Regions from separate parts of the Pan troglodytes genome. Here region 2 is linked to region 1. A link is a contact called in public Hi-C data. All regions are on one chromosome and are shown on one strand. Each heading gives the region's core, a stretch centred on a gene start, on an enhancer-like site or on the middle of the called end of the contact. The rest is flanking DNA. Distances are from core to core; before and after follow the strand shown. Region 1 has its middle 9.2 kb from the start of TRIM2. Region 2 holds the start of TMEM131L (transmembrane 131 like).

The links. Hi-C and Micro-C count contacts between places; a contact is called where the count stands out from the background.
Region 2: a contact with region 1 is called in a Hi-C map of stem cell-derived neural progenitor cells, with 4 times the contacts expected there. The contact joins the promoter of TMEM131L here to the enhancer-like site in region 1. A contact is called at or near these places in 1 of 7 Hi-C or Micro-C datasets (stem cell-derived neural progenitor cells) and 1 of 1 datasets of contacts at active chromatin or transcription factors (stem cell-derived excitatory neurons).

The regions. Positions count from the first base shown.
Region 1 is chr3:154,920,621-154,926,389 of NHGRI_mPanTro3-v2.0_pri, reverse strand. No RefSeq gene overlaps it. Among named protein-coding and RNA genes, the nearest start is that of TRIM2, 9.2 kb to the left of the region's middle. Within about 2 kb of position 2,254, at least 10 of the 24 cell types and tissues checked have an H3K27ac peak or open chromatin away from gene starts, as enhancers often do. A contact at or near this core is called in stem cell-derived neural progenitor cells, where this site is marked.
Region 2 is chr3:155,246,217-155,251,985 of NHGRI_mPanTro3-v2.0_pri, reverse strand. TMEM131L (transmembrane 131 like) reads right to left here and starts at 3,349. Exons shown (of 35, transcript XM_063809115.1): 1 at 3,131-3,349; 2 at 2,375-2,445. The coding sequence starts at 3,254.

The DNA.
Region 1 (5,769 bases), core at 1,005-3,504:
TGTATTAGTTTTCTATCGTTGTAACAAATCATCACAAACAGTGGCTTATAACTACATTTATTTGTTAGCTCACAGTTCTCATGGTTCTATAGGTCAGCAGGCTTGAACATTGTGGCGGGTTTTCTGCTCATGGTATCACAGGATGGACTTGAAGGTGTTGACTGGGCTGAATTATCTTCTGGAGGCTCTAGGATGAAATCCACCTCCAAGTTCATTCAGGCTGTTGGCAGAATTCAGTTCCTTGAAGTTGCAGGACTGCAGTCACCATTTTCCTTTTTTTTTTTTTTTTTTTTTTGAGATGGAATGTCACTCCTGCTGCCCAGGCTGGAGTGCAATGGCACGATCTCGGCTCACCACAACTTCCGCCTTCCAGGTTCAAGTGATTCTCCTGCCTCAGCCTCCCAAGTAGCTGGGATTACAGACATACGCCACCATGCCTGGCTAATTTTGTATTTTTAGTAGAGATGGGGTTTCTCCATGTTGGTCAGGCTGGTCTTGAACTCCCGACCTCAGGTGATCAGCCCGCCTTGGCCTCCCAAAGTGCTGAGATTAAAGACGTGAGCCACCGCACCTGGCCTGCAGTCATCATTTTCTTGCTAGCTGTCAGCTGGGGCCTCTCTCAGCTGCTAAGGCCACCCACATTCCTTCTTAGGGGAGTCCTTCATCTTCAAGCCAGTACGGATGCATTGAATCCCCCCTGTGCTTCAAATCTCTCTGACTTTCTTTTTTGCTTGCCAGCATTTAAAGGGCTCACATGATTAGATTAGATCCCCTCAGATAATCTTGCTTTACCCTGTAAGATAATCATGGGAGCGATAGCTTAAGTTTTATAATCATAAATTTGACCCATAATCAAAGAGGTAGTGATTATCAAAGGGCTAGGTCACTAGGAGTCATTTTTAGAGCTCTGCTTACCATACCCAGCCATTCCACTCCTAGGTATCTACCTAAGAAAAGTAAAAACATATGTCTACCCAAAGACTTGTAGGTGAATATTTATATCAACTTTATTCATAATAGCTAAAAGCCAGAATGAACTCAAATGTCCATTAATTGGTGAATTAATAAAACAAATCGTGGTATATCCACTCTGTAGAATACTACTTACCAAGAGAAAGACACAGACTCCTGACATGCATCACAAGAAGAAATCTCAGAAGCACCATGTTACATGACAGACTACATATGATTTAATTTATAGGAAATTTTAGAAAAAGCAAAACAGGAGGCAGATCAGTGGATGCCTGGGGTCAGAAGGTAGCGGGAAGGGACTGGCCGTAAAGGGGCACAAGGGAACTTCAGGAATGATGGACGTGTGCTATGTCATGATGTGGTGGCAGTGACAGGACTCTATACATTTGTCAATACTCATTGAATTGTACAGTTAAAATCAGTGAATTTCATTGTATGTAAATTATAACAACAAAATTGGCAAAACAGTCTTTTTAAATACTTTATTCAGCAGTTTAAGATGCTCTATATTGGGAGTTTCTCTACACATTTAATTCACAAAATTCATGTGAGACTTTCTTAACATGCCTAAATATGTCTATATTTTAACCGATAGCACTTACTGTAGGTGGGCTTGCATACGTATTTGATGATTACCTAGCTCCCTTGTGCTAGACCGTAAACCCAAGTGGACAGGCCACCATTATACCCATACCTGGCACATACTGGGCCTTTAAGAAATATTTGTTGAATAAATGCATAACCCCTCCCCCAGAGCAAATCTGAACACTGGAAAATCTGATTATACATCTTTCCTCCAGCTGATCTCTGATTACCTTCGATTTCATTACTAAAATCTTTTCTGAGCCACAGATGAAAGTGGGAGTTAGAAATCTTTCATTTAACCCCATTATGTTATAGAAACCACTTATCCTGGCTGCATTTATCTGGGCTGCATGCCCAGTGTGCACTCAAGAGTGTCACCATATGGGCTGAGAGGGAGGACATTCAGCAGCCAAGGGCTGCGTCTGTGGGCTGCTGTGTCTGACCTTGCTGATCTCCTTCCATTTCCAGTCTTCTTTTGTTACCACAGACTAAGCATCCTATTTCACCTCAAGGCTTAAATCCAAGGTTTTCCTTTTAATGCATACATAATTCCTCTAAGCATTAAAACATAGTATTAGTCAGAGGGCAATGTGATTGGAATCAGGTGAGAAATCAATGGAAGCCAAAGAATGCAGAGGCCTTTGGGCTGGAGCCAACAGCCCCTTCGGAGAGGACTGAGGCCAGGAAGGCACCAGACGTTTCTCTGTTTAGGGAATGAATTACATCATCCATTCATTTGACCTTGGTCTTCAGTTACTTATCTATAAATGCCACACCCTCCTCCTTTCCAGGTCAGAACCAAGGTGCAAAAATGCCAAGTGCCAAAATCCTTCCTGGTTATTGTGATCGATCAACAGGAAAAAAACAAAACAAAAAATAACAACAACAAAACACACACACACACAAGAATCAGGCATTTCTCTTGTCTTTGTTCTTTGTATAGAAATCTGTAAGCACAAATTGTATAAATTTGGTGGCTTCTCTTAAAATGTAATGTAGTACACATTGGCTATTTGATACCCTGCATCTATATTCTCTCCTGGCTACAAGAACACAGATTTCCAGAGTGAATTTGGCTTGAGTGGGACTGAACCCTCCCCAAGTGCCTGGAGTGGTTTCTGGCTGGCTTAAACCAACGGGCACACCCACCATGGCCCCAAGCCAAATGGACTGGTTTGGAGACTGGCACTACCAAATCAGAGGCAACAAGCCAGGAGGACATTTGCCGGGGCTTTTGGGAAGAATAAACCTATTTTATAGTAGCTCTGAAAAAGAGACCATCCTTTTTACCCGAATGGTGAATTTTGGAGCAGCTACAGCCTTTTTCCAGTAATCGAGATCCTGGAGCAGCCTCTGGGGCCACCTTGTGGAATCTGTGGATAAAGCCAACACCATATAAAGCAGATTGAGGACAGAAGGCAGGCTGTTGGTGACATTTTTTGAGCTGCTGGATCAAATGTCACCTGAAATTATTACCTTTAGAGTTTTAGTTACCATTAAGTCAATAAACTACCTTTCTCTTATAGGCCAGCCTGGTTTCAATTTCCTTTTGTATTTTGTGCAAATCACTTTCATTTGTAATTTTTAAAAAAAAATTTTTATTTATTTATTTTATTTATTTTTTGAGACAAGGTCTTCCTCTGTTGCCCAGGCTAGAGTGCAGTGGCGCCATCTCAGCTCACTGCAACCTCCGCATCCCAGGTTCAAGCAATTCTCGTGCCTCAGTCACTGAGTAGTGGGGATTACAGGTGTGTGTCAACACACCCGGCTAATTTTTGTGTTTTTAGTAGAGACAGGGTTTCGCCATGTTGCCCAGGCTGGTCTTGAACTCCTGAACTCAAGTGATCTGCCTGCCTCGGCCTCCCAAAGTGCTGGGATTACAGGCGTGAGCCACCATGGCTGGCCAAGTCTGTTCTTAACCAGTTCTCCATACTCTTCTCAAGTCAAACCTGTCTACCACAGTTGAAATCATTCCAGTATTTCATCCAAACAACAGTCATTCATTACTACCTTACCCTAATCCAACCGGAGATCATGAAAGCTCTTTTCTGTAAATGAACCACCCTCCACCTGCCCTGAAATTCCTGCCACTCTTTGTCTCTCAGGGCTGACACAGAGGAGGAGAGAACTCCTTGCAGAAGTGGGAAAGTTGTGGGTTTGGAGATTCACACTTTGCTTTCCCACCCATCAGTTAAAATCTTAGGCACCCTCAGTCGGAAATCTCCCTTTCGCAGACCAAAGCAGGCAGCTCCTTTGGAGAAGCCTAGAGCCCTTCCACCTCCTCTTCATTTCTGTGGCTGCCTGGCAGCTGCTGGCTGCACACCTGTGCACAGGGCTCCATTGTTTTCCCTGTGCACTTGTCTCATGCTTTCTCTTAAAATGTTGCCCCTTCTCATTCTTGAAGCACAAAAGCACATAGCATGGGTCTAATATATTGTCAACAATTTTTTTTTTTGAAATAGAAAGAAAGAGGCTGGGCATGGTGGTTCATGCCTGTAATCCCGGCACTTTGGGAGGCCAAGGCGGGTGGATCACCTGAGGTCAGGATTCCGAGACTAGCCTGGCCAACATGGCAAAACCCTGTCCCTACTAAAAATACATATTAGCCGGGCATGGTAGCACATGCCTGTAATCCCAGCTACTCTGGAGGCTGAGGCAGAAGAATCACTTGAACCCAGGAGGCAGAGGTTTCAGTGAGCTGAGATGCATCACTGCACTCCAGTGTGGACTACAGAGCAAGACTCTGTTAAAGCAAAAAAAAGAAAGAAAGAAAGGGAAGGGAAGGGAGGGGAAGGGAAGGGAAGGGAGGAGGGAGGGAGGGAGGGAAGGTAGGAAGGGAGGGAGGGAGGGAGGGAAGGAAGGAAGGAAAAGAAGAAAGGAAGGAAAAGAAGAAAGAAAGAAAAAGAAAGAAAGAAAGAGAAAGAAGGAAAGAAGGACAAAGAAAGAGAAAGAAAGAAAGACAGAAAGAAAGAAAACAGAAAGAAAGAAAGAGGAAAAGAAAGAAAAGTATTTGAACAGCAGTGTGGTCTGTCACTGGCTGGCTGGTTCTGCAAGGGGAACTGGGATTTTTGCAAGCACCTACCCAGCTCCTCTATGCATGTCTTTTTTTTGAGCTGCCCCACACTCTAGTAGGCAGGTATCTTATTCCCATTTTACAGATGGGGAGACAGGAGGACTTGCCCAGGGTCACAGAGCAGTGGTGGGGCCACTCTTTGAACCAGGCTGTGTGGTTCTAATGCTTAAGCTCTCATACTGCACCACCCAGGGAAAAGCCAGGACTGTGGGCTGGGGGCAGCTGGGCCTTCAGGTTGAGAATGAGAAGCACTGCCGTACCAAAGGCCACCAGGATTGCCAATCAAAGCAGGAATTAAGGCCCCACGTGGCACCTAATAAAAGGCTGAGGAGAGCATGGCCTTAGAGTCAGGAGCAACAGGGAGGCCAGGCACAGTGGTTCGTGCCTATAATTCCAGGACTTTGGGAGGCTGAGGTGGGAGGATGGCTTGAGCCCAGGAGTTTGAGACCAGCCTGGGCAACATAGGGAAACCCTGTCTTTAAAAAAAAATTAAAAACTAGCTGGATGTGATGGCATACACCTGTGGTCCCAGCTACTCAGGAGGCTGAGCTGGGAGGATCATCTGAGCCTGGAGGCAGAGGTTGCAGTGAGCCGAGATTGCACCACTGTGCTCCAGCCTGGGTGACCCTATCTCAAAGAAAAGAAAAGAAAAGAAAAAGAACGTCAGGGAAGTGGGGAAGGGACAAGGGACAAGGAGTGTGGCAAAGGACCAGAAGCAAAAACCCAACTTTTTGTTCCCTTCATTTTGCCCAAAGTAGCCACAGCTTTAATGGGGAGTGCAGGCAGCAGCGGCCTGGTGAGGGCTGCTGCATCCCGGGGGACTGAGGTCACAGTCTCACTGTTGCTCAGAACTCCATGGTAGCTTCTTTCTGCTGAGCAGAGCCTTCCCCTGAATTCCTGTTAAACCTCAATCTTTCCTGGTCATATGAACATTCATTATGTGGTTTTATGACATTTTGTCATCCTCTATTCCCTGTCTCCAACAACCCCAACAAAAACTTGCCTTTCTGGAGATGGATGGTGATGATGGTTGCACAACAATGTGAACGTATTTAGTGCCATGGAACCGTATGCTTAAGAATGGTGAAGACGGTAAGTTTTATGTATATTTTACCACCATTAAAAACTGTGATAAAAAC
Region 2 (5,769 bases), core at 2,100-4,599, 320 kb before region 1:
GGCCAGTATTTTATTTAATGCCACATCCTCTAAAGTTCCTATTTCATCTACTACTGACAAATCTTAGCCTCTGAAGCCATCTTTCAGTCTTCCTGCATGAAAGAAACCCAATGTACTGGTTAATTAAGCAGAAAACCCTCAAATTTAAATTAACACCTATAAATATTCTCTTTTCAACAGACTCCGTTTGACACATATGAGGGAATTTTTGCTGAAAAAATTCAAAATACTTTGAAAATAATTCATTTAAAATAACTTTCTTCAAAACTCTCTGTAGCTTATGAGATATATATATACACACATACACACGTGTGTGTGTGTGTGTGTGTGTGTGTGTGTGTCTCCCTTACCCTTGGCCCAAGTATAAGCAGGGCAAGATAGTTTCTGAAAGGTATACGTAGAGATATGGATGAAGTATTTAGAAAATTATTTTGAAAACCAGTTTCACTTTCATTATAGCTTTGATTAAAATAGCTTAGCTATAAATCCCTCTATACTGAATATCCCAGACAGCTTCTGAATTCTGACATCTATTATCAAAACAAATTGTATTATACAAATAAACCAGAAATTAAGAATTGTATAAAATAACTTTTGAGCCCATAAATCAAATAATCATTTAGGCCTTGACATTTCCATCTCTGAACACACCTACTAAATCTTCAACTAACGCTCTAACAAATGAGAGTATATAATACTAGACTCAATCACCTATAATTTACTTTCCTTTTAGTCTGGGTTGGCTTCCAACACTAGCCAGTAAGAGATAGAAACTATAATTGAGCAAAAATGCAAATACATATACAGAGATATACACCAGTGCTTCTCAACCAGGGCAGTTTTGCTCCCCAGGGACATCTAGCAATGTCTGGAAACATTTTTAGTTGTCAAAATCAGGAGGGGGTGGGGGAGAGGGGGAAGCAGCAGTGAGTGCCACTGGCATCTAGTGGGTAGAGGCAAGGGATGCTAACTGCTCAACATCTCACAGTGCACAGGACAGCCCCCACAACAAAGAACTCTCTAGCCCAAAATGTTACCAGTGCCACTGTTGAACAACTCTGATATACAAAAACATAATTTTTTAAAAATAAATACATCGCGTTAAATGTCGTTCTTGCAGTAGGAATACGACGGATTTCTATTTTGTTCTTTTTATATTTCTGTATCTTCCAAACCTTCAAAAACACATATGTATATTATTTAAAATCGGGGAAAAAATCCATTTGGGAATAAATTTTTAGGAGAAGGAAAAACTATCTGCTCCTCATCCTGATGGGGCCCTTTCTCAAAAGACCTGTCTCATTCAGGCTGCTGGCCTTCAAGGAGGGTCCAGGAAAATTCTCCTCTAAAATCACCTCTCTGCCTTGAAGCTGTTATTCATTAGCCCTGATCAAAATGAATATTCTAAATATCTCAAAACCAGCACTCTGAATGTTTCACATAGGAGGGAGAAAACTGAAATGTAAAACTGGACAGCCTCTCCGGTAAAGTTATAGCTAGACATCCTGTTTTTCTAAACAGCCGCAAGACACAACACAGAATTAAGTGCTGCCACCAACGTGGGAAGTAATGAACATCTTAAAAAGTACTGCACACAAGCTAAATATTTCCTTATAATTCAAGCCACTCCCACCCAAAAAATGCATTTTGGATCACTACCGTTACTGGTGAAAGGCAGTCAACAATATTATATTTAAATGTGCACACTTCACAGTCAATGGGAATTTCTTGTAAAAGTTAAAAGCTTTACAGTACTGTATCTGTTGCAGCAATAAACCCTCTATGATGCTACAAATTCCCAATAAAACGTCAGTAATTATTTTTCTACACGCAATCATCATATCATCATACAGAGAAAAAAACCAGAAATTCAAGTTCTTAAGTGGGTGTATTTTAACAGGAATTAAGGGCACTTGGAGAAAATCCAAGATGACAATCCTTGAGAGTCACATCTCCATCCCAAAGCTACTTAACGCTAATGGCAAATACCACTCTAACATTTATGAAATCAATACTCCTGTTGTCCTCAACCTCTTAGCCACTTGCCATCCACACAGCACCAGCTCACTTAGGGAACAGTGTGCACCCAGGACACCCACGGCCGAACAGACCGCTGGCCGCTTCCCTGCTGAGGTGGCCTGGGTTCCCACCTTCTGAACTTGGGGCCGGCCTGCCTCAGGCCCTGTCACATGGCGTGGGAGGAGCCGGGAAGGCCACCGTTGCCAGGTGTTCAGGCTCGGCCCCTAACGTTTATTTGCCTTGCAAAGTGGCCCGAACGCCTGTGCCGCTTGGACAGGGGGTGGGGAGGACCGGGGGCCTCCCCGCCTCTCCTCCCTCTACACCCACAGCCGCCCTGTCACCTGGTCGTCCTCACCTGAGTGGGCAGCAGGAGTTCCCCTTCTTCTGCCTGCCACAGCTCCACCACGTTCGGCAACGGCTCAATCGCTGCAGGAACACCAAAAAATACACCACGTTTTTAATGCACGCTAAAGAAACGCTTCCTGTTTCCCCTATCGTCCCTCCGTGCCCCCCGCCTCACCAAAACATGTCTCTTTTTCCTCCTGGGAACAGAGGCCATCCCAGGGGCGAGCCAAGGATAAAAATACAATGGGTGGGGTGTGAGCCGGCGGCCCCTCGGACGCGAAGGCGACAGCGTGCAGGCTCGGGGTGCTCGTGCTGGGGGTGGGGGGACGAAGTGGGAGTGAAGACACCCCACGAGGCACTCCGGGCTCCGCAGCCCGAGCATCTGGAGTGTGGACCCTGGGCGGCCAGGCTCGGGGGAACAAAGCTGCAGGAAGCCGGGCCGCTGCGGGGCACCCGCGCGCGCCACACAAAGCGGGGGCTGCGCCCGGGGCGCAGGGGCCCGCGCACAAAGGCTCCAGGGCGCGAGCGGCTAGCGGTCCCCAAGCCCCGCGACTGCCCCGCTCTCCAGCTGTACGGGGCAGAGGGGCGCGGGACGGGACGCTGTGGTCAGAAAATGTTATCAGCGGAGAATTGCAACAGCTTTCCTTCCTCCTCCTGCCCCTTTCCCTTTCCTCCCCTCGCCCTCTTATAGATTTCAGCAGTTCCCTAAAAGAAAGAGCGGGGGCGGGGTGGAGAGGCAGAGCGAGCCCAGCGGCGCAAGGCTGACCTTGTCCCTGAGCCCCTCCCGGGCGACAGCAGGGCAGCAGGACCTGGAAGACGCCCAGCAGGAGGTTCACGGCCGCGGCGGTGCGGCAGTAGCAGCCGGGCTGCGGGCGTCGGAGCCCCGCCATGCTGCTGCTCGCGCTCCTCTCCGTTGCTCGCCGCGCTCGCCACTAGCTCGCTGGCGCCCCAGCTGCCTCGGCCCGGGCCCGCCCCCGTGCCGCCCCGCCCCGCCCCGCCCCGCGCCGCACCACCCCCGCCGCTGCCGCAGCTGCTGCAGCTCCAGACCCGGGCGCGCCGCTTGCTCTGAGCGCGTGTGCGCCGCAGATAGGGAGGGACGGAACGCGGCGGGGTGCGGGGGAAAGTGGACAATGCGAACCCGCGGGTGCCCCGCCCCGGCGCGGAGCACATGGCCGCGGGCCCGCCCCGCAGCGCGCACTCTGCGGGGCCCGGGCGCTTTCCTCGGCTGGGACGGGGTCGCTTAGAGCTGTCCGCGGGGACTAGCGGCCCACTTTTGCCAAGTGCATTTTCATGAACTTTTGGGTGGTTGCCGCTTTGTCGAGGCGCTTGGGCCACGGTCGAGAGATTACCCTCGAGGGAGGAGGTGGCGGTGGAGGTGGGAACGAGGAGTCGCCAAGCGAGAGGCCTTGGACACAGGATATTAGTGGAAATAATGCAGTGGTTGTCAGGAAACGCGAGTGCAGCCACATGGCCACTGCCAGTTATGCAGCGAGGATATCCGGTGGCTGCAAAGTCTGTAATTTAGAATAAAAAGAGCTCTCCCAAAACCCAAGAGGCAGACCTCAGCGCCGCGTGGCGGTAGTGCGCCCGGCACCCTCTGTGGACACTGTCCAGGTCCTGACAGGTGGGGAAGACTCTTCCTAGGGGATTTATAGCTTCAAAGACCCTGCAAATACTCCCTTTTGGAATCATATTGCAAAATTCAGCCAGCCTCTCCTGAAATATGGTTGGGGTCGAGGATGTGGTTAGTTGCCTGTTTCTAACATTAGTAGGATAATGGAAGTAATACGTGGAAATACATTTCCTAGTTCCAGGTTTTGATGCCTATAACTAACAAGTCCAAAATCTGGCATCTCTTTAAGTTAACATCCTGCCTTTACCAGCGATGTCGCAAACAAGGGCTTATTCAGAAATCAATTTGCATAACCTAGAAGTATGGGCAATCTTATGATTTTTTAAAGTTAACTTACTGCGTCCACTGTAGCTTGTATGAAATTCAGAGAATATGAACAATATAGTATGAAGAGGGGAAGTGATGGGACACCCTGTTTACCTTAATCCTCTGTTTAATTGCTCCTTGTGCCTTACAAGCCAGACTATAGAAAACCAGTGCTTGCATAGCAGACACAATCCTGAGAAGGACAAAATGAAATCTAGATCCTCTCTCCTAAAGACGTAATACAGTACTGTGAACACAGTCTCACACTGTCTGCATTTAACTCCAAACAAGGTTAAATAGTCTAATTGCTTGGCCAGACTTAACATTTAAGTAGATTAGCATAAACGTAAGTTGTTGATGTGAGAAAAAAAAGGGACACTTTGCATTTTCCAACTTGAATACCTCCAGTAGTCTCTGTTTCATACTTTTTTCTGTATTCCTTGCCAACATCTTCCTTTATTTAGCAAGGATCTCCAGTGCCATCTCAATGTGCCCTTTTTTTCTCTTCACTTCTCCAAGTTTCTATTTGCCCCTTGGATTCTGAAGGTCCCCCACTGAGTTAAAGGGACCTCCAGTGACAGGAATATTTGCACAGCCCACTTAAGCAGTAACTACACCTTCAAAGTTTGCTTCTAAATGAAAGTTCTCTCATGGGCCTATTTATTTACAGAATGTAATTTTAAGTCCTCATATGAGTATAATACGTATAAAGGAAAGCAAGCAAACATTAACAGCCTAACCGGTTTTGTTAAACAGATGCAAAGTTGTGATACAAAACTTTTTTGCTAACATTTAAATTACTTTACTCTTTTACTAATAAAGTCTTTCCCACATTAATGAGTATCACAGCATCAATGGAAATGACTTAAAAGATAGAGTAACATTGCTATGGACCATATGTAAATACTGCTATAGCTTTTTCTAGACTTTGTAAGGCCAGCTTGATTTTTCAAGTTGTGGTCTTGTGGACTTTACAAAATGGGTAATGCTATTTGACTGTTGTTCACAGAGCCAAAAGCATGTATCTGCTGTGCCATGGGGTTGGAGAGGGATACGGGATTACACAGCTGTCTTCTTAGATAAATCTGACCTACTTAGCCTCCTCTGGAGTTATTTTTCATGCTGACTCATGGACAACAGGAAAGTTATGGCCCATTAAGCAGCATCCATGTTTTGGAGTAACCTTGTTCTTCAAAGAAGACTCCTGTGTCATTTGTGCTATATTTCCATTATTCCCCTTGTCAATCCTAGATATTGTCACAGAATATTAGAGCTGGAAATTTTTTAGAAATCATTTAATAGCCCAACTGCCTCATTTTACAGAAGAAACCAAAGCCCATAGAGAATTTTAAAATCCAAGTTATAGAACTCCTTTAAAAATTTTTATTTATAAATTGTTTTGAGACAAGGGTAGTGATGAAGAAAAAGGCTAGGTATGGGAAATACCTAGATCTAAAAACTAATAA